Regions from separate parts of the Mus musculus genome. Here region 1 is linked to region 2. Evidence: chromatin contacts called from public Hi-C data. All regions are on one chromosome and are shown on one strand. The core of a region is the stretch at or near the end of the contact, and the rest is flanking DNA. Distances in the headings are between cores, read along the strand shown. Region 1 holds the start of Slc5a7 (solute carrier family 5 (choline transporter), member 7). Region 2 has its middle 110 kb from the start of Slc5a7.

Region 1 (4,769 bases), core at 1,972-4,471, 110 kb before region 2:
TATTATTGCACACCAAAAGTAAAATATTCATTGCATTAAGTGCTTTAAAAAACTGGGCAGATAGCCCATGACTTACCTTGGGATTCTGTCCCAACAAACCCAATAGAAGTTGAAAATATCATAAATTTAAAATGTCATGCACTTAACTCACTACACACTCTAGCTTAACCTAATTAATCTTAAACATACTTAGAGTTTAGTTGGGAAAAGTCATCTATCAGAAAACCCATTTAATTATGAAACACTGAATGTGCCGCATGATTTAACGATTACAGTGGACATCGAATGCTGATTATTTGCCCCTATGATAATGGAAGGCATGGCTGTCTCAGCTGCTGCCCATAAGGAACCAATGTCTTGTGACATTATCAGTGACCCATGGAAATATCCAAGTTCGAACTTGAGAGATCTGCTGAACATGAATGCTTTCATAGCACTGTAAAACTTAAAGGGACTAAGTTGAATCAAGACTGAAGCAGTAGCTGAGAAATCTCATATGGTCCACAAGTTGCTGTCAGAAAGAATAAAAGACGGCCTGAGGTAGGCTTTTGAAACCTCAAATCCTACTTCTAGTGAAACACCTCCAACAAGGCCATACCCCCTAATCCTTCCTAAGCAGTCTACCAACTAGGGATGAGCCAAGCATTCACAAAGCACGAGTCTTTGAGATTCATTCTCACTCAAACCACCACACTGGGAAAGGGTCAGAAGGAAAAATATTCCTAAACCTTTTTCTAAGATTTATAGAATTAAAATTATCACTCTAGTACAATTTCTATAGCACCCTATTATCATGATATCCACTGTGTTTTGAAATGTTTGGCCAGTTGCAATCGAAAAGTAGTAAATTAAAAGAGGGTCAACTTAAAGGTATGTGAGAAACCAGAAGGTTAAGGAATTGTGGGAAAGGGGCACACAGTATCTCATTGAATACATCTGGGTTAATGTTTTATGTCACATTAACATAATGTGTTAATGTACACTCAAGTCATAGCCATTGATTCTTATATATACATATATACACACATATATATGTGTACACATACATATACATATATACATATCAATGTTTTTTTGAAAAAATAGTGCTTCTAGCGCCTCTATTCCATGAATGATGCTATGGGCAGCAAGGTCAGATAACTGAAGCTCACTGAGAAGAAGGATCCAGCACCCATCATAATCTTCGCACAAAACAGCCTCTGCTGTATGAACAAAATGTCCCCTCGTTCAAGAACAGTGTATCAGTCATAGAGAAATGTCTGGGCTGCACTTAATATCTGTAAGCAGAGGGATATACTGTGTGCTCCCCAGAACTGAAAATAAGAAGTTAAATGAGACCTTTGTCTGATATTCCTTTTGTTTTCCTGTTAAGGATAAAAAGTTGTTTAGGGTAGGGCATTATATATCATTTTCTACATATATTCTCGGTTCTTAGAACACTGTTTGGAATATAAAAAGTAATAGGAGATGTGTACTAACGAAATAAATGATTTGTAATGCAAACTTGCTTTCCAGCTCCTAAATCCGAAATTCAGCTCCCACTGACATATATTCTGTGGCTCCAAGTATAAGCATATACTCTCAGGAAAGTAGAAAGGGATGTTATAGTGAAGATAAAAGACAAACATGCATCACAAAGAGGATGCTAGATCAGAAACGCATGTGCGGCATCATTGTCTGGTCAGACAATGGTACTCACAGGACTTGGCAGATGAGGACATGTCTGCCAAAAGCCAGACTCAATACATCAGTAGTTGTCATTTTCAACTGGTGCTCTTTATCATGAAGGACAGTTTCTTTGCCAGTTTTCTTTTAAGCCACTTTCAAGGTCACTGTCACTACTGAGATCTGGGAGTTGGTCTAGATCCTGGTATTCCTGGCTTCTCAAAATTAATTAGTTTCCCTAGCCCCACCTCTCCCAGAGTGCCAGCCCTGGCTGCACTCCGGATTCTCACCCCTAAGCCCTAGTGATGTTCTGTGAGGACAGCCATCTCTCCTGTCTCTCTGTGCTTGAGTCACACTCTCTGACCTTAGCCCCATAAACTGGCACACTGTCTGAGACACTGCATTCCTGATCCCTGCCCTACTGCAACTGAAATATCTGTGTCATCACCTTAAGGAATATTCCAGAAGGAAAAAAATGTGTATTAATCTGTGGCCTAAGTTCAAAATCAGAAGTTAATTAGAATCAAAAGTAAAAGAAATCCCACCTAAAACACTGAGTGGTTAAATGAATTTCATGTCTGTCTTCTGTTAGTTTCTGTCTGAGCTCAAATAGGGTCTGTTCCATAGATAGATAGATAGATAGATAGATAGATAGATAGATAGATAGATAGATAGATAGATAGCAATTAGCTGGTTACAAACCTTCATTATGACAACTATCCACATAGGCCTCTGCCCTGTCCAGTAACAGGGGAAGTTACTGTTCACACAGAGAACAAAGGAATGGGGAATACAGTTAAAAGAGCCTCTATAAATCCAGTCTAAGATGGGAGCTAGTCTGCAGGTTAGCCTAGAGAGGTGGATAGCAGCTGAGTATGGACTTCACCTCGTTAGCTGTCAGATGCACTGTTTCACTGTTTAATAGACTGGCTCAGTAGATGTAGAAAGAAGTGAGAAAGTGGGCACAAAGCTGAGACTTTATGGCTTTCAATCTTTTCTTTTTCCTCACACCCATTCCATAACACCTCTCCCTGAAACACATTTAAAAGGTTGCAGAAGCAGCCCCCTCTACAATATATTCAACTGTTATAAGATAAAGCCCTTTAAAGACAGGTACAACAGATACATAAGTAATCCTGTCACAGAATACTAGATATGTAGTATGCTAGAAATGTAGTGCTAGATATATATGCATGCAAAAGATCTAAACCTGTTTGAAGTGATAGACTGAGTGCTTTTATAAGCTAGAGTGCTTGGCTTAGCTAGTAGGATGTTTCCTGTGGCTTACACACCAACTTTATTTTAAAGAACTGTGCACCTGTGAGAAAGTTTCATGGTGACCCCAGTTTTAAGTGAAGGGAATATGAATATAAAGCAAAGAGAAATAGGCTGACTAGTCTAAACCTTCCTAACATGTTTCTACAAAAAAACTAGCCAAGAAGGGCTTGAAAGCAACCCCTCTCTGAGGCCAACCAGAGACAGAGACAAGGCCCTTAACTGAGCTTGCATGTGGACACCTCAAGGCGGGGTTTGGAAGCTTCCAGTCTGCATCTGCAAGTGAAATCCTCCAAGTCCATTGCTGTCTTTTGCAACCCAGAAAGATAAAGTGGGCAGGTAGGCTGGGAAATGACCTTTAGTCTGGAGTCCTCCATTCTAGGGTAGCAGACGACTTGACTTGGGATGGGAACATGAACTTGGGCAAGTGCTGGATCTGAGCTTGGCTGTTCCCTCGCACCCCGGGCCACACCAGGGCACAGTCCGCAACTCACGCCCAGCACCACTTTGTTCTGACGTCCTTCTCCAGAGCTCTGACGATCGCCCCCGCCTTCCGCCCTTATAAAGAGACTTTTTCCAATACCCAGATCGATCGCTTCACCCCCTCGGAGTCCTCATCGGGCTCCTTGCCGGAGCCCCCTCCACTCACCTCGAGCCTCCCTCCCTCCGTGTCCCTCACAGCCCGGGGCTCAAGGGGCTCCTGGACCCCTAAAGCAGCTCCGGGTGACGCAAAGGTAAGAGCCCTACGGGAACAAGAGCTAGGGCCACACCCTCGGGGCCGCCCGGGAAGGATCGACTCTGCCTGCTGGGGATGTCCCCTCCGCTCAGTTAAGAAGCACTTGTGGCTCTAGGGGTGCTAGCGACTGTAGGAGTCTGGATTCAGGAGATCCAGAGCTCAGAGGCAAAGGGGAGCAGGGCGCGGGGGAGTTTGGGCGGAGGGGAAATTTGGTGGCTCTGGGCTCACAAAGGCGGAGCCCACCCGGTCCGGGGCGCTCCAGAACATCCCGGAGGTGAGTGCTTGCAGCCAGAACCCGCTTGCAAAGCTCAGACCCCCTCCCACAAAAACTTACGCCTGTGAACTGGGGTGAAGGAAATAGCACTGGTTTGTTCAGTATAAGAGAACAGGAATTCCGTAAGATCAAGCTTTATTTTAAAAGTTGACATCAGTCCTCTTCGTTCGCGTTTTCGTATCTGTGACTGTGGTTTATATATTGCCTTATTTTAAAATCCTCTTCTGTAGAGACCGGGATGATGAGGCGCGGGGTGGGGGTGGGGGTAGGAGTGAGGGTGGGGTGGGGGTGGGGGTGGGGTGGACATGATATGAACTAAGGACAAAGGAAGATTGAGAGATTGAGAGGGTCCTTCTTTTAAACAAGGAAAACATACTTAGTTGTCACAGTAAATTGATTTTAAAAAGGATTTTCCTAGTTTGTTTGTTTGTTTTTGGGGGGGGGGCGTTGTTTTTGTTTTAGTGTTTTTGGAGGGGGTATTCTGGCCAGATATTTTATATTGAGTTACTTTTGGACCTGTTTCCTGAGGTCTGAAAGGATAAGTAAAGAATGAAGAATGAACAGAGAGAGAGAGAGAAAGAGAGAAAGAGAGAAAGAAAGAGAGAGAGAGAGAGAGAGAGAGAGAGAGAGAGAGAGGAGAGGGGAGGGGAGGAGGAAAGGGGGGAAGAGAGAGAGGGAGGGGGAGGGGGGAGACTTTCTTGGAGTATTCCTTTAGGCTACACTTAAATTAGTAAACAATTATTAAATATTGACTTAGTTTGAAAGGGCAAATATATAGGCATAATCGCTGCAAACAATCTAAAGAACTGAGGTGTAATA
Region 2 (5,211 bases), core at 558-3,057:
AATGTATGACATCAACAGGAATAACTATGAATTTTAATTGTATATTTAAGAGCCACAACATAATGTTTGATACACATATGTATAGTGAGATCATTTTAGGCTAGGGAATCAATAGATTACATCATAATGTATTGCTTAGTTATCTTTCTAGTGCAAAACCTACCTAGAATCTATTCTTCCCCCCATTGCCATGTGCAATACAATCACGTTACTTATATGAGTTCTGCTAACTACAATTTAGTTTCTTTCTGCTGACATCTCTCTATCCCCAACTCACACCAAACTGCATAAGCATTATTGTAACTCTGCTTCTGCATATTTTAAGTTTTTTGTCGTTTCGTATAACTGAGACCATGGACTACTTTCTGTCTGTGTCTGACTTATTTCGCTTAGCCTAATATCCTATCAGTTAATCCATGCATTCCCCAAAAATGGGATCTCCGAAGAATATCAAGAATGGTTAGATAATGAAGTTGTCTGTTGAATAATCTACTCAGTAAAACAAAGCAAAACAAAAACAAAACATCAAACCAACCAACAAACAAAAAACAATGGAGACTTCCAAATCAATTGTTTCAGGACTGAGTGTTGAACAATAATTATGATAAATTGGGTAGCTAGTGGTCTTTGCCCCTTAACAATTCAGAAGGAAGATGTTAGGTTTCAAACCAGAGACAAATGACTGTGCATGCCTGCTTAGCATATCAAAGAGGACTTGAGTGCCAAGTTCTCCCTGTATCCCTCAGTCCCTACCTATTTCTGGCCTCTCTTGGGTGAGAATATCCCATTCTCTACTCTAAATTTCTCTACCCCATTCCCCGCCATCCTTCCCTATATAATCAAACTATTTTGGTTACCTGGTCCTTTTCATCTACTTTCTTTTGGGCTTCCTGGCTGCTGTATCTCTCCCCTCTCCCTTCCCCCACCATTTCTCCATACATGGCTCAGAGTCATGTCCACTCAGAATTCTTTCAAATATCTCTGGCTCTGGCTATACTCTCCCAATATCTACAGTAAACTTTCTCCTCCTTAGAAGCAGTCATGTTCTTTCCTTTCTATTTCTATTTTTCATTCGGAGATATTAAAGGAAACTATGGTTAGCTTATTATAATATTTAAAACACCAATTTTGTCAGGTACACATGTCAAGAGCGAGAATAAACACTTATGCTTAAGCTCTACAACAAAACGACAAAGAAAGCAGATCATTATGCCCATTTCACAGATGATGAACTAATGACCTAGGACAATTCATAGCCAGCTCAGTGTTAATAAGCTAGTAAATGGCAACACCAGTATGTCACCCCAGGCTTTCAAACCCAGAGCAGACAGTATGTGAGTTCTCAGCACAGGGAATGACTTTAATAGGAGTTACAGTGTGGAGTGGGTGCCAATGAATTGCTTGGGGAAAAACAAAGGAATTCCACAAGGAGGAACTAACTCTTTACTCCAGACTTGAATATTTCCCTATGCTTAAGAATTCAGGCATTAAATACAGAGAAATCAGGAGAGAGAGAGGGGGGGGGAAGAGAGAAGAGAGAGAGAGAGAGAGAGAGAAGAGAGAGAGAGAGAGAGAGAGAGAGAGAGAGAGAGAGAGAGAAGAGAGAGAGAGAGAGAGGGAGAGGGAGAGGGAGAGGGAGAGGGAGAGGGAGAGGGAGAGGGAGAGGGTGAGGGAGAGGGAGAGGGAGAAAGGGAGAGGGAGAGCAAGCATGTGGATGTTGATGACAGAAGAGAAAGATTTAAAGACAGTAAAACTACTTCCTGGATTTGGACTATGTTCCTTAAATGTCAAAGAGCCAAGAATAACATGCTTTCTAACCAGCTGGAATTTCATTAATTTTGTATGAATAGGAAGAATTTTGATATGTACATGAAGTGCTATTTGACTCCAAAGGGAAATATCATCTGACAGTTTCCCTTTCTTCATGAACTGCTGTTAAAAACTGTCCTGGCTGGTTTTAGGCAACTTGACACAAGCAACAGTTATCTGAGAAGAGGAAACTCATTTGAGAAAATGCCTCTATCAGATTGCCTGTGGGCAAGAGTGTAGAGCATTTTCTTTTTCCTTTTTTGTGTTTTGTTTGTTTTTTGTTTTTTTTTTTTTAGTTTTCTACTGTCATTAAAATATCTTCACTGAATAAACACTCTATGGCTTACTAATTTCTTAAATTCGAGGGAAACTAAATACTGCTGATTTTTTTAAAAGATGTTTTTATTTAATTAAAATACAGTTATACCACTTCTCACCTTCCCTTCCTCCAGTGCTTCTCAGCTTCCCTTCCTTGAACACCTACTTTAACACCCTAGGTTAATAATCTCTTTTCTTTATAATTATGTGACATATAAATAAGCCTATTTGTTGCTTGTGTGTGTATGGTTTTAGAGCTAACTGTTCTCAGCTGGACAAGGAAGAAGGAGGCTCACTCCTGGGAAAGCCTACTTTCTTCTCTGAGCAGTCATTACTTGCCTGTATTTCTTTGTGGAGGGATGGGACTTGGTGAAATCCACCCACTTCCCCACCACATCAACATGTTTATTAATACTGCCATTATTCCAGTCTTCTTAATGCAGCCATTTCTAGAAAACATTTCTTAATTAATGGTTTGTTGGAGGTAGTGAATCTCTGGACTGGAGGTCCTGGGTGTAGCAGAAATCAGGCTGAGCTTATGATAAGGAGCAAGCCAGTAAGCTTGCTGTGATCCTCCATGGTGTCTCCTTTAGTCCCTCCCTCCAGGTTCCTGCCATGTTTGAGTGACTGCTACCTGGAAATAGAAAAGAGAATAAAACTTTTCCTACTGAAATTGCTTGTGATGGTTTTTATCACAGCAATAGAAACTTAAAGACAGATGTGGTAGTTTTGATATGTTTACAAAAAGCAAACAATAAACCAAAGCATTAATAAATTATAATATTTAGATTTTAGTTTTTCTTTTTTGTATTTATTTTTATATGTACATAAATATACATGTGTATGGGTGGGGGTTCATGTGCCATGCATATGGAAGTCACAGAACCGTTTTCCTGAAATGGTTATGCCTTTCCACCGTTGTGAGTCCTGGGAATCAACTTAGTCTTCATGCTTGATAGAGAGTGTCATTATACCTAGAACTACCTCAATGATATATGCAGAATTTATATAATAACCACTTTAAATGTTTATGAAGTTCATTTAAAAGTTCAGAGAAGTTTGGTACCATGTATTACATATTAAGCACATATTTGATGATAATAAAGAATAACTGTTTGAATTAAGATTAATGATATTATTTATTTTAAAGAAGATTTTGGAGAAACATTGAAGTTTTTCTACATAAAGTAATATTTGGATTTTCTCTGAATATTATGGTATAAGCAAGAAAGTAAATAGGGCAAAACTTAAATAAGATAGCTTATGGATAATAATTTTCAAGGATGGGAGATACAGCTTCATTCATATGAAAGTCATGATCACATTTTCTTTAATATACTGAATGTTTCCATCAACTTTTTAAAATAAATGGTAACTAGACAATAAGAAGACTAGCATGTTAAGCTGAAGGGAAAGAGTTCAGGAGAAATCTGACTTGAAAAATGTCAGGGTGTGCTTGGAACACGAAATAAGGAAACAGAGGAACTGAAGAGCGAGTGAGGCAAGGAGGAAGAGAAGGGGTTTTGCAACCTTGCTTGATACTCTAAGATGTTGACACTTCTCAATTAAATCTGTGAACACATAAAATGCTTATACATTTTAATTAAAATTAAATTACATTACCTCCTTCCCTTTCCTCCCTCAAGCCCCTCCTAGTTCCCATCCTCCCAAGTTTCCATCCCTCCAACCCCTTTCATTCACCTACCTCCTAAATTGATAGCCTCTTTCTCTTTTCTTAGTATTGCTATGTATGTACATGTATGTATGCACAAATATATAAATACAATCTGTTAGATCCATTTTGCTGTTTGCATATGGTTTCAGAGCTGAACATTTTGTATTAGATAACTAATTTTGGGGCTCATCCCTAGAAGAAGCTAGCTAGTTCTCCCTCTCTCAGCATTCATTAGTTACATATAGGTCTTTGTGTGAAGATAGGACACTATGAAAATTTCCACCTTCTACATTCACATATCTATTAGTATTGCCAATTGTTCACAGCAGATTTTCTGGTATTCTGGCATATGCAATCTTTCTCAACTTCTTCCTCAGTATATACTGAACTGTAGATGCAGCAGTTGTGATATAGATATGTCTGTCCACTGCAGCTTGGCTGCAAAAAAATGTGTTGATTTCTCCATTGTGTCCAAATGTGTTTACTCTGATGGTCTTGTTTTACTGTCAAGAGAAACTGCTTTGATGAGAGGTGATATCTACATTTATCTGTAGGCATAAGAATAAGATTTACAATGAAGTAAAGAATCATGCTTGTCTAGAACAGTTGTAATCGTAGAACTATTTCTTTTCTGAAATTCATGTCCTCTAGACCCCAAGAAGCTGAATGGGTTCTAATACCAGGCATAATTTTCCTTCAATTGATCAGGCCTTAAGTCTAATTGGACAGATTGCTGTTGGTTCCTAGGAACATATGAGTGCCACTTTGTGGATCATCTTCTCATGCTGGTCATTGTTGTGGTTCATAGGTGTTGCAGCTGGATAAAACTATTAATGACTTTATACCCTAGGCTGCTTGCATAGTATTTTTGGTACTGTGGATGGTAGAACGTAAGAAGGAAGTTTTCTTGTTAGATCCAGGTTAAGTCATCCAAGTCCTAAGTTTGCAGTGTCTTCTGAAATAGGAACTTACCTTTAACCTCTGAGAGGTAATCAGGCAAGAGTCATAGTCCATATGTCTTGGCAGTCAGTCAGAGCACCCTAAAAAGTCATTCAAAAGACATTCCACATTCCTGTTACTGGGATTTTTGTTGGATGAAGACTCTTGCGGAAATCACTGTTAGTGGCATAACCTCCTTTAAGATAGGGTGTGTTTGTGTGTGTGTACTTATACATACTGTATATAATCCTAGGTAAGTATAAGTTGGAGATTAATCAAACAACAGGCTCCTGGTTTTATCTGTCCCTCTTATCTCATTCTGTATTCACCTCCTTCTCAGCTTCTTAGTTGGAGCTCCTACATGTGTTTCCATTTCCTGTTTCATATAACCTGTATCCTGTTATTCCCCTCTTAAGCCAACCCTGTACCTCCTGGAGCCTATGGTCCCTTCATATGTTTCTAGTTTCTCC

Evidence for each region. A called contact is a pair of places that touch in the nucleus more often than the background predicts.
Region 1: a Hi-C map of the C2C12 cell line shows a contact between it and region 2, with 1.5 times the contacts expected there. The contact joins the promoter of Slc5a7 here to the enhancer-like site in region 2. A contact is called at or near these places in 2 of 39 promoter capture datasets (the 3T3-L1 cell line and stem cell-derived epiblast-like cells), 1 of 484 Hi-C or Micro-C datasets (the C2C12 cell line) and 2 of 9 other capture datasets (adipose tissue and liver).

The regions. Positions count from the first base shown.
Region 1 is chr17:54,297,486-54,302,254 of GRCm38.p6, reverse strand. Slc5a7 (solute carrier family 5 (choline transporter), member 7) reads left to right here and starts at 3,221. Exons shown (of 9, transcript NM_022025.4): 1 at 3,221-3,674.
Region 2 is chr17:54,185,942-54,191,152 of GRCm38.p6, reverse strand. No RefSeq gene overlaps it. Among named protein-coding and RNA genes, the nearest start is that of Slc5a7, 110 kb to the left of the region's middle. Within about 2 kb of position 1,807, at least 8 of the 459 cell types and tissues checked have an H3K27ac peak or open chromatin away from gene starts, as enhancers often do. A contact at or near this core is called in the C2C12 cell line, where this site is marked.